Regions from separate parts of the Pungitius pungitius genome. Here region 1 is linked to region 2. Evidence: chromatin contacts called from public Hi-C data. All regions are on one chromosome and are shown on one strand. Each heading gives the region's core, a stretch centred on a gene start, on an enhancer-like site or on the middle of the called end of the contact. The rest is flanking DNA. Distances are from core to core; before and after follow the strand shown. Region 1 holds the start of cks1b (CDC28 protein kinase regulatory subunit 1B). Region 2 holds the start of dpm3 (dolichyl-phosphate mannosyltransferase subunit 3, regulatory).

Region 1 (4,421 bases), core at 1,079-3,578, 150 kb before region 2:
TTAAATGTGGTGTCTTAACAGACATACAGCTATGCATAAATACCTGCACATACAGTTAAGATACATCGCCACACATGTATCGTTGAGGCAGGCTTCAAGGGGCCAAGTGCAGACATGCCATGTCTTAAACTTGTATACACAAGCAGAGAAAATAACTGTCCTCCAAATAATAACCGGTCATGCAGAGCTTCGTGTTTCAGTTTCCTGTGTCATACCTCGGGGGAGAGGAGGGTCCAGCTGTTGGTTGAGGAGCCACTGCTGCCTGTGCTGCTGCTGCTGTCAGACATCGCCCTCGTCTGGGCTTAATTTGGCACAGCTCGGTGCAGACTCAGCTGTTGGGATTTTCTGCAGACGACGACAGAAATTAAGTGTGTTTATTGAGCATGCCTGATGGATTCTCAATGCATGCCTGGTGATACGTTTCCATCATCGTCATCACCATTTGTTTGTTTATATGGGTCGGCTAAGTCAAAACGAAAAGTATGTACGTGAATGGGACATGAAATGATAGCAAAACGACAATTTGGGGTTTATTGTGTGTCATATTTTGATGGCGATCATACAAATTCTGGCCTGAGGGGATTTAAGTATGCATTCATGTTGGAGTTAGGGTTGGGACCTAAATTCCCTGCAAAGATGTACGGGTTAAACCCCAGACGGTCGCTGAGACGGGTTACGTAACCGCGTGTTGGCGTCCACAAAACACGCAGTTTAAAAGAGGGCTCGCGGAAAACAAACAGGGACCAGCGGATTGTCTTCATCGCCGCTGTTATTTTGGGCCGTTCATTCGGATCGTCCGTCCGGTGAATCCGCGAGGCGGTTCAATTACCCAAAAATGGTCAAATCCCAGGCACGAGCCGTTCATTGATCCACACGCGCACATACCACGGTTAATACTCACGTGTGCGCGAAGCTTCTGTTTAAGCACACGTGGAAAACACAATAAAGGGGCTCGAGTATCTGACGCGACCACATAGAGAGTTCGGACGTAATGGTAAACAAAGGATGGTCGGCTGACTATTCCCACTCCCACTCTTCCGCGTCCTCAAAGGCCGAGCTCTGTCGCGAGCGCTTCGACTGCGTCACAAAGAACACAAAGAAGACGTTTCATTTACCCAACTGGTTTACACCTCAGTCGCTCGCTGTTTTTTCCTTTCAAAACGTTTTGCTTAACGGAATAACAACGCTGCTCTCTTCCTGTGAACTTGGGAACTTTGGGAATTCCAAGCTGCGTCACGTCACTCACGGCACTTTTCGTCCAATGGAATTTCAGCACATGCTACCGAGGTCCCGCCCCTGGACCAAGGCTGGACCAATTGGAGAGAAGGCTGAAGTCTGGAAAACGACGCGCAGCCCAGCGTGATTGACGCTCGCAGGTGAGAGTGGCAGGTGATGAGTAGACCCTTCTCCAAGTCTTTAATAATACAACTTCACGTGTGAACCGAACCCTTCAGATGCATGCGTGTGGATCTATATATATGTGTGTGTGTGCAGAAGGGAGCGGCAGCCAGGACCAGCCGCACACTGACACGTCTGCACAGTTATATTTGAACGGCGGTACTTACCAGAGTGGACTTCCCCTCCACTCCGATTGCTCCTGTTCAGCAATCATTTTCATCATCCTGCTTCCGTTTTGCTATGTAATATGTAACATTTTAATATATAAACGAGACATTCTCACACTGGTGTATATGTGAAATCAGAAGGACAAGAAAATATGGAGTCTGTAATTCCAGATTATTGCATATGTAAATTACAGTATAAAAGAAAGATTTAACTTCTTCAGTAAAATAATAAACACCGTTCATAACATTAAATGGATATAAAATGTATCGCCTCTACATATACAATAAAGTATTGTCTTAATTTGATGCATTAATGTGTAAGTAGAATTTTCGATAGTTGGCTGTTATTAGCTAAATAACTATTTCCTTGTAATGCAACATACTGTCAATGAATTATTTATTTATATGGTTATACGGGTGAAATGCATTTATGCCAAACATGTATATCTGTTTGATTTTTCTTATGATTATGGCAGATTAATCTATAAAATGAGTTAGAACAAATGTTGATGTCTTATAATACATTGAGAGTCTATAAAGACATGTTAACATGGCAATACAGTAAAAAACTATGGGTCAGTGATCATGTAATGACTATCGTATGTCATGTGTGGATTTATGTTCCATGTTCCATGTGCTCTTTTTTTGCTATTATGGTGACCAATTAGAAAACCGATAAGGGCCGACGTAATATTCATGCGACAAATGGAACAGACCAATGGCAAGAGAGTTAACCGGTTGGCTCGACCAATAGGATGGGGCGAGGTCTATTTGAACGGTAGAAAGCGGGCTAGCAAACATTCGAGAGGGAAACAAAGAGGGACGAACATCCTGCAACTGCTGGGCGTATAAAGAACTGGAATAATAGGCCATTTCTACTCAGGATTCTTTGGCAATCACACAAGGTAATTTTGAAGCCGCATCCATTGTGTCACCCGTTGGTAGGAAGTAGTTTGGCCTTTACGTAACTTATCAAAGATAAACGCTTGTTCTCGGCTAACTCCGGACACGTTAGCTTAACTGTTAGCCACACTCACTTAGCGAGGCAAACTCAAACTGGCTGTCACGTTGTCCACTAAATATTTTGTCTGATTTGACTTGGTGTTTTTTAACTGAATGTCCACTAATGCTAACATCTTTCCAACAGGGCTGCGCCATGTCTCACAAACAGATCTACTACTCTGATAAATATGACGATGAAAAATACGAGTACAGGTGTGTAAGACTCGTGGTTATTCTGCTTTTATTTGACATTACCTTGTTGTTAACGTTATTTTGTAACCTCCTTCGCCAGCTGACATGTTTACAAAACTTTTGGCAGTTCATAACTCGTCACGTCATGGTCATTTTTGATCTCCCCACTCATCATTTAATCCACTCTTCGACAGGCATGTAATGCTTCCTAAGGACATAGCAAAGCGTGTACCCAAGACCCATCTGATGTCTGAGACCGAGTGGAGGAACCTGGGTGTCCAGCAGAGCCAGGGATGGGTGCATTACATGATCCACCAGCCAGGTATTAATGTCATGTCACAATGAAGAGGCAAAGCGTCGGTTTTGATCAAATGGGAATTCGGGATTCCGACGTAGAGCACTAACGTATGTAGACGTTCTTCTGACTGGTGTAAAGTGTAACGTTATATTCGTTTAAATCGGACTTTGCCAGCAATTTATTTTGCTGCCGTACATACAAACTGAACAACTTGTTTTACTTTTTTAGTTGTCACATGTTCAACACAAACAAAATGATTCAAAGTTAAAGCTACGTTGGAAATGGGTCGAGTTGCAGCTTTTATTATGAAGCTGTGTCACCCCAATCCACGGCCTTTAAATGGTATATATAAAAATATGGGAGGGGTTTCCTCAAAGCATCTCAATACCACAGTCTTCCCCCATCCTGCAGTCCCACGGACACTTTTTTTATTTTCAAATCCCTTCTGCGCTTTATATAATATGATCCACTTTTTAAAGAAACGAATATGCAATGAATGGAGCTGAAGTATGATTTTTATATGCTGTTCACTTTCTTTCAGAGCCTCACATTTTGCTGTTCCGTCGCCCTCTTCCTAGCCAAAAAGCATAAAGGGAGAGAAATTTAGAGTCCTTGGAAAGGTCAGTCCTACTTGCCACAGCTGTACTCATCGAACCAGAGGATTTTGCTGTCATTCCCAAACTTTTGTGTGGTAGGTGACTTGTGATTTGGGCTGATCATGTTGGACCTGAAGAAGGACAGAGACATTTCTGAACACTGGTTGTGGACTTGGAGTATGCGTTGAAGGAAAAAAATCCATCACCCGTCTCTTCAGGGAAAGACTTTTTCATGTGATAACAGCGATGCGTCGTTTGCCAGGAAACCTTCACATCAGTTTACGGTCTTTTGAAAACTGTCAAACTGGCTCAACCTGCTTGGATATTCCAGCTTTTTAGAACAATTGTTAAAAGATATGGGGAGTGAAACCTGTACAAACATTTCAGTTACTCTTACTGAGTGTTTCCTGGGTCAGGCTCAGGTCAAAGGCCAGACAGGCTGGATCCTAAATGAAGTTTGACTCTGAAACATCACAGTGCGGCTTTGAGTGACATGTTGCTGCTTAGGTTAAATGATACTGTACATCTGCGTTTAACACTTTTTCTTTTTTGTCATGTGCATGAAAAGCTGCGTAAGAGTCATTTATTAACTAGTCCATTTTAATCCAGTTCCTTTCCCATAAGAGCTTACTTTGATGGCTTTGCCTTACTTTAACACAAATCATTTGACTGGCTCTTATTGCAGCAGTGAGCTGCTCTGTATTGATGAATGTGTTGCCCCTGTATGAGCTAAATGGAAACTTTTAAATCTTTGCCTTATGGGGGCAA
Region 2 (4,471 bases), core at 250-2,749:
GGAAATGCTGTATAAAGTGTAGTCATGTCGTCAACGACAAAACTGGAACAAAAGCAGTCTGTCTCCTGCACAGAGAGAGGCATTGAGAAAATGATATAAAGGCCTCGGGCTATGTGGGTTATGCTCGGAGAAGGAACATTCTTGCGTACCTCCTGGCTCTATGCAAACCTCCAATACACACACACATCTTCAGGCAGAAAAACTGCAGAAAATAGAATGCAGTTTAATTAACTTTCAGCGATACATACAGGGCACAAGTCTGAAAGTTGGACAATGGAATGTACACTTCTTTACAGAATAAATAAAGTCCAAACAAACAAGCACAAATCCCTGGACAATATTTAGTGATTTTATCTTTTTTCTGACCAGTGACAGTCGGAGGGGATTAAGTGTGTGCATTTAGCAACAAAATACACTACTGTGTAACAGTTTTAATCATTTTTAAAGAATCTGGTTGCAGGTGTGTCATGCAGTGAAACCAACAGCTCTAAACATCTTCAAACCAGCTGGTGTAGTTTAATGTTTCACTTCATGAAAGAGGTCTTTTAATGGTAGGAATATTAAACATGTGGCTCCATGGTGCACACTGATGTGCTGTCACTTACAAGAAACCCAGACAACATCCATCAGGCTGATAATTTCTAATTTCCTGAAGCCCATTTGATCAATATCCAATCTGCAAGAGGTGACTGAATAAGAAGAATAGCTGCATAATGGGTGACTGTGATTGATGTTCGAGCATGTCTGCTGGAAACAAAAGAAAAAAAGGGTGACGGTTCGGAGAAAAGTGTTTCATCCGACATCCTAAACAATCTGAACAGTCCGTGCATCCCGTTTAGTCTCTCTAAGGTTTCTACACAGTCATTCTCACTTTCTTCTACATCTTTAGGCCCCTTTTCTTTAAGTCCACTTTGGCCTCTTGGATCTGCTCCAGCAGTTCCTTGGCCGCCTCATCGCAGTCATTGAAGGTGGCCACCCTGTAGCCCACCGTGGCCAGCGAGTAGCAGCCGAATGAAACCAGCAGGTATAGAGGCATCGGCCAGGCCACCTCTCTGTAAGTCTGAGGCAGGCTCAGGTCCAACAGGTCGAAGGAGACCAAAGCCCAGACTGCTCCCACCACGGACCCACCGAACAGCCACTCCAGAAGTTTTGTCATGGCGAGAGCTGCCGCGGGGATTTCAGGTGAGCAGCCGCAGAAAAGCACCTGAAACAGAAAGGATCGGCTAAAAGGCTTCATTCAGTTAGCTTTAGCACACCATGGTAGCACCGTGTTAGCTTTTGGGCGTTATCGATGGCTACAACACACAAGAAGGACAAAGCAAATAACATTAGGCAGCAAGGGTAGACATGCGTACGAAATACACTAAACTAAGAGGTCCATTCATTCGTTTGCATAGCATTCATTTCAATAAATGCATTTCCAAGAAAGTATCGACGTGTTTACCTCTCTAAAGCCACCTCAGCGGAGCGCGCGTTTATGACGTAAGCCGTGATGTCTGCTGGGAAATGTAGTCAATTATTCCAATTCCGACATATCTACTGAATTTGGATTATAAAGGTCATCATTTCCACAAAATTAATTATTCAGAATCAAAAACCTATTTAATCAGACGCTTAAATAGTTATCAGTAATAATTTGTAGACCTCAAGTACATTATTTGAGATATAAGAAAATAATAACTAAATAATTTTGTTCCACGTTTTTAAATGTTTCTAATATAATGTTTACATGATTTTTTTATTCTTCTATATACATATATATTACTGTACTCTTGTTACTTGTACTACTTAACCCATGCTTTATTGTGTCGCCAGTTTTGTTGTAGATATTGGCCTCTATAACTAAGAAGATAGTGGTGAGAAAGATTACTTACTACATCCCCTCATTATACTCTTCAATAAATGCTGTCACTTTTTATGTTTTTCATTAAAACGCTGCCCTAGACTTTTGTATTATGTATATGTATTTGTATTTGTATATGTATTAACAATACCAGCACCCTGTCAGTTGAGAGACAAAAAAATATTTGTTTCAACTGAGTCTATAATGAGGCCCCCACTCAGGCTTTTATCTCACATTAGACCGTTAACTGTTTCTCCATGCCATCCTATTTATTTAGACAAGGCATTTTACAAATGAGTTTACCATTAGCGCTAGCTGAAAGCTATTCTTAAATACTAATGTTGTTCCAGAGTGAGGAATCCACCAACAATTTCATTAGGGGCCTCAGGGAGCCGACTGTTGTTTGATCTCTCTGTCTCCTTAGTTGCTTGGAGGCATGTCTGTTCGTTCAGGGAGGTGAACTTTCCAGGTGCAGAGGGCACAGACCTCTACAGGGTGAAATGAGGAGGAGTGGTAGACTTAAACATCATCCAGTTAGCTGGGGAGTGGGACACACTAAAGAGCCACTGAGAAATAAACATCATTCTTTTGGGAAAAATGGAGAGTTATTCTTAGGACGGCGGTGTTTATGTTTGTCTGCACCAGTGTTAATGGTGTGAGTGACAATCTGTGCGTCTGCCAGAGGGGCAAAGTCTGTTGCTTCTGTTTATGGAGACTGTTCTATGCAAGACTAGAATATAGACCTGGTTTATGTTGGTGTGCTGAAACATAAATCTTGAAATCCTGAAGTCTGCAATGTTGTTCCAAGATGACTTATCTTGTGAATGGCTTTGTATAACTGTCATGGTATATGCTATGGCCCAAATGTTTGCCCTGTATACTGCGTTTTCTGCCTCACAAGGAGCTGTGGCACAAGAAGCTGCGGCTAATGATGTCTTCCATTATTGATCGATGTGCTGCAAGTATTTGGTGAGCTTTCCAAAATGTCCCTATTTAAAATCCCACCCCAAATTAAATCTGGACAACAAAAGTAATTCATTAATGATTCAATTATTACTGATTGTCGTCATTTCTTCTGTCAATTCGCGCCATAAATACCCATTTGTGTCTAAAATAAACAAATTGTTCAATAAAATGTACACATCTTAAACCCAAAACCTCCTGGAGCTTCTTGCCACACTTAGTAAGTTTTGATATGATACATATCCACCTCTGAAAGTTACTCCACTGCATCGATGGAATGAACTGAATGCAGGTGGGATCACCCACATCATGCCATACATCACAGCGCGTGCTGTGCTCTGCCTGCGTTGCATCGCTCAGTGGGAACAGCCGAGCTGGCGTTTCTCAGTGTATCCCCCTGCCAGCTCCGGTTCCGTTTCACTACTCAGGAAACCTGTGTTCCAGCCGAGGAGGCCTGGCAGACACAACACAACAGCCTGCGAGTGGGAGGGGCGCTGAAACAGAAGAGAATGAGAGCGAGGAGTCCCGATAGGAGAAGGAGACAGAGACAGAAGGACAGACAGAGGGGACGTGCAGGGTGAGACAGAAAAGGAGACCGGGATCTAGGGAGGCAGTATGAGAGAGAGGGGAACCAGCTATACTACTATGAAGAACGAGAGAAGAGTATGGGAGGTCGGGTCAGGGCTGGGGGGGGGGGTATTTCATAGTTCACAGGACAAGAGTGAGAAAGCTGGGAGGGCCAGAAATAAAAAAGAAAGCTGAGAATGTGGACTAAAGGGTAGAGGGCAAGCAGACATGGGAGAGAGCTCTAGACAGGGTAAGGTCGTGGGGCGGGGGAGTGAGGAGTGAGGGGGAGGGGGAGGGGGATCATGGATTTGCAGGTGCACCTTGAACAACCAATGACCTTAATGGTGCATTAAACCCAGCTGTTGCTTATCGAGACTTTTCCTCAATCCCCCCAAACACCTCTTGACTGCAGAATGCATGACTCCCACCAGGGTACGGCACACAGGCTGAAGGAATGACAACGAGCATGAGGACAGTAAGGGATCGGTGGAGACCCAGCGGGGGCCGAAAGGGATACTTGATCCTCAACGAGTGGCCGTGTGACTCCATCCAGACCAAAGATTAGGCGCATAGATAAAACAGGAAAGGTGGTAATGAAAGGGTTGTGTTGACTCTATCTCATGCCTTTGTCAATATTAGTAGAGTGAAAGGTCCCGATAAGAAGGTGTGCTACTAAAGGCCTAAATGGGGATCAAGATTTGGCAGGATAATAACTGTATAATAATTCAAAGGTTTGAAACAAGAGCTGGGGAGGCAGAGAAAACCAGACCGAAGGAGAGCGCTGCACCGAACATGTACCGTCAAAACGCTGTTGAAGATAACAATAGAGCGTGCACTCAAAAACAGGAACCCTCTGTTTCCTGAGCTGAGGGTTGTCATTAGGTGTGTGTGTGTGTGTGTGTGTGTGTGTGTGTGTGTGTGTGTGTGTGTGTGTGAGAGTGTGTGAGAGTGTGTTTGGGAAAAGGAAAGAGTGACTAAAAGTGTGTCACAATCTCCTCTTTTCAGGGTTTTGTTCAGGGCCGGGTCTAGGCAGGGGCAAGAGGGGGCCTGGCCACCTCAAATAAATGTTGTGCCCCCTCAAACTAGGTGCTGGAGCTA

The links. Hi-C and Micro-C count contacts between places; a contact is called where the count stands out from the background.
Region 1: a Hi-C map of muscle shows a contact between it and region 2, with 2.0 times the contacts expected there. The contact joins the promoter of cks1b here to the promoter of dpm3 in region 2. A contact is called at or near these places in 2 of 2 Hi-C or Micro-C datasets (both in muscle).

Annotation. Positions count from the first base shown.
Region 1 is chr17:7,462,378-7,466,798 of fPunPun2.1, reverse strand. cks1b (CDC28 protein kinase regulatory subunit 1B) reads left to right here and starts at 2,328. Exons shown (of 4, transcript XM_037473573.2): 1 at 2,328-2,470; 2 at 2,713-2,780; 3 at 2,954-3,081; 4 at 3,599-4,421. The coding sequence starts at 2,722. The coding sequence ends at 3,648. It overlaps pbxip1a (pre-B-cell leukemia homeobox interacting protein 1a), which reads right to left and starts at 1,266. Exons shown (of 10, transcript XM_062558321.1): 1 at 1,121-1,266; 2 at 216-345. The coding sequence starts at 287.
Region 2 is chr17:7,311,846-7,316,316 of fPunPun2.1, reverse strand. It overlaps dpm3 (dolichyl-phosphate mannosyltransferase subunit 3, regulatory), which reads right to left and starts at 1,499. Exons shown (of 2, transcript XM_037473570.1): 1 at 1,445-1,499; 2 at 201-1,204. The coding sequence starts at 1,156. The coding sequence ends at 878.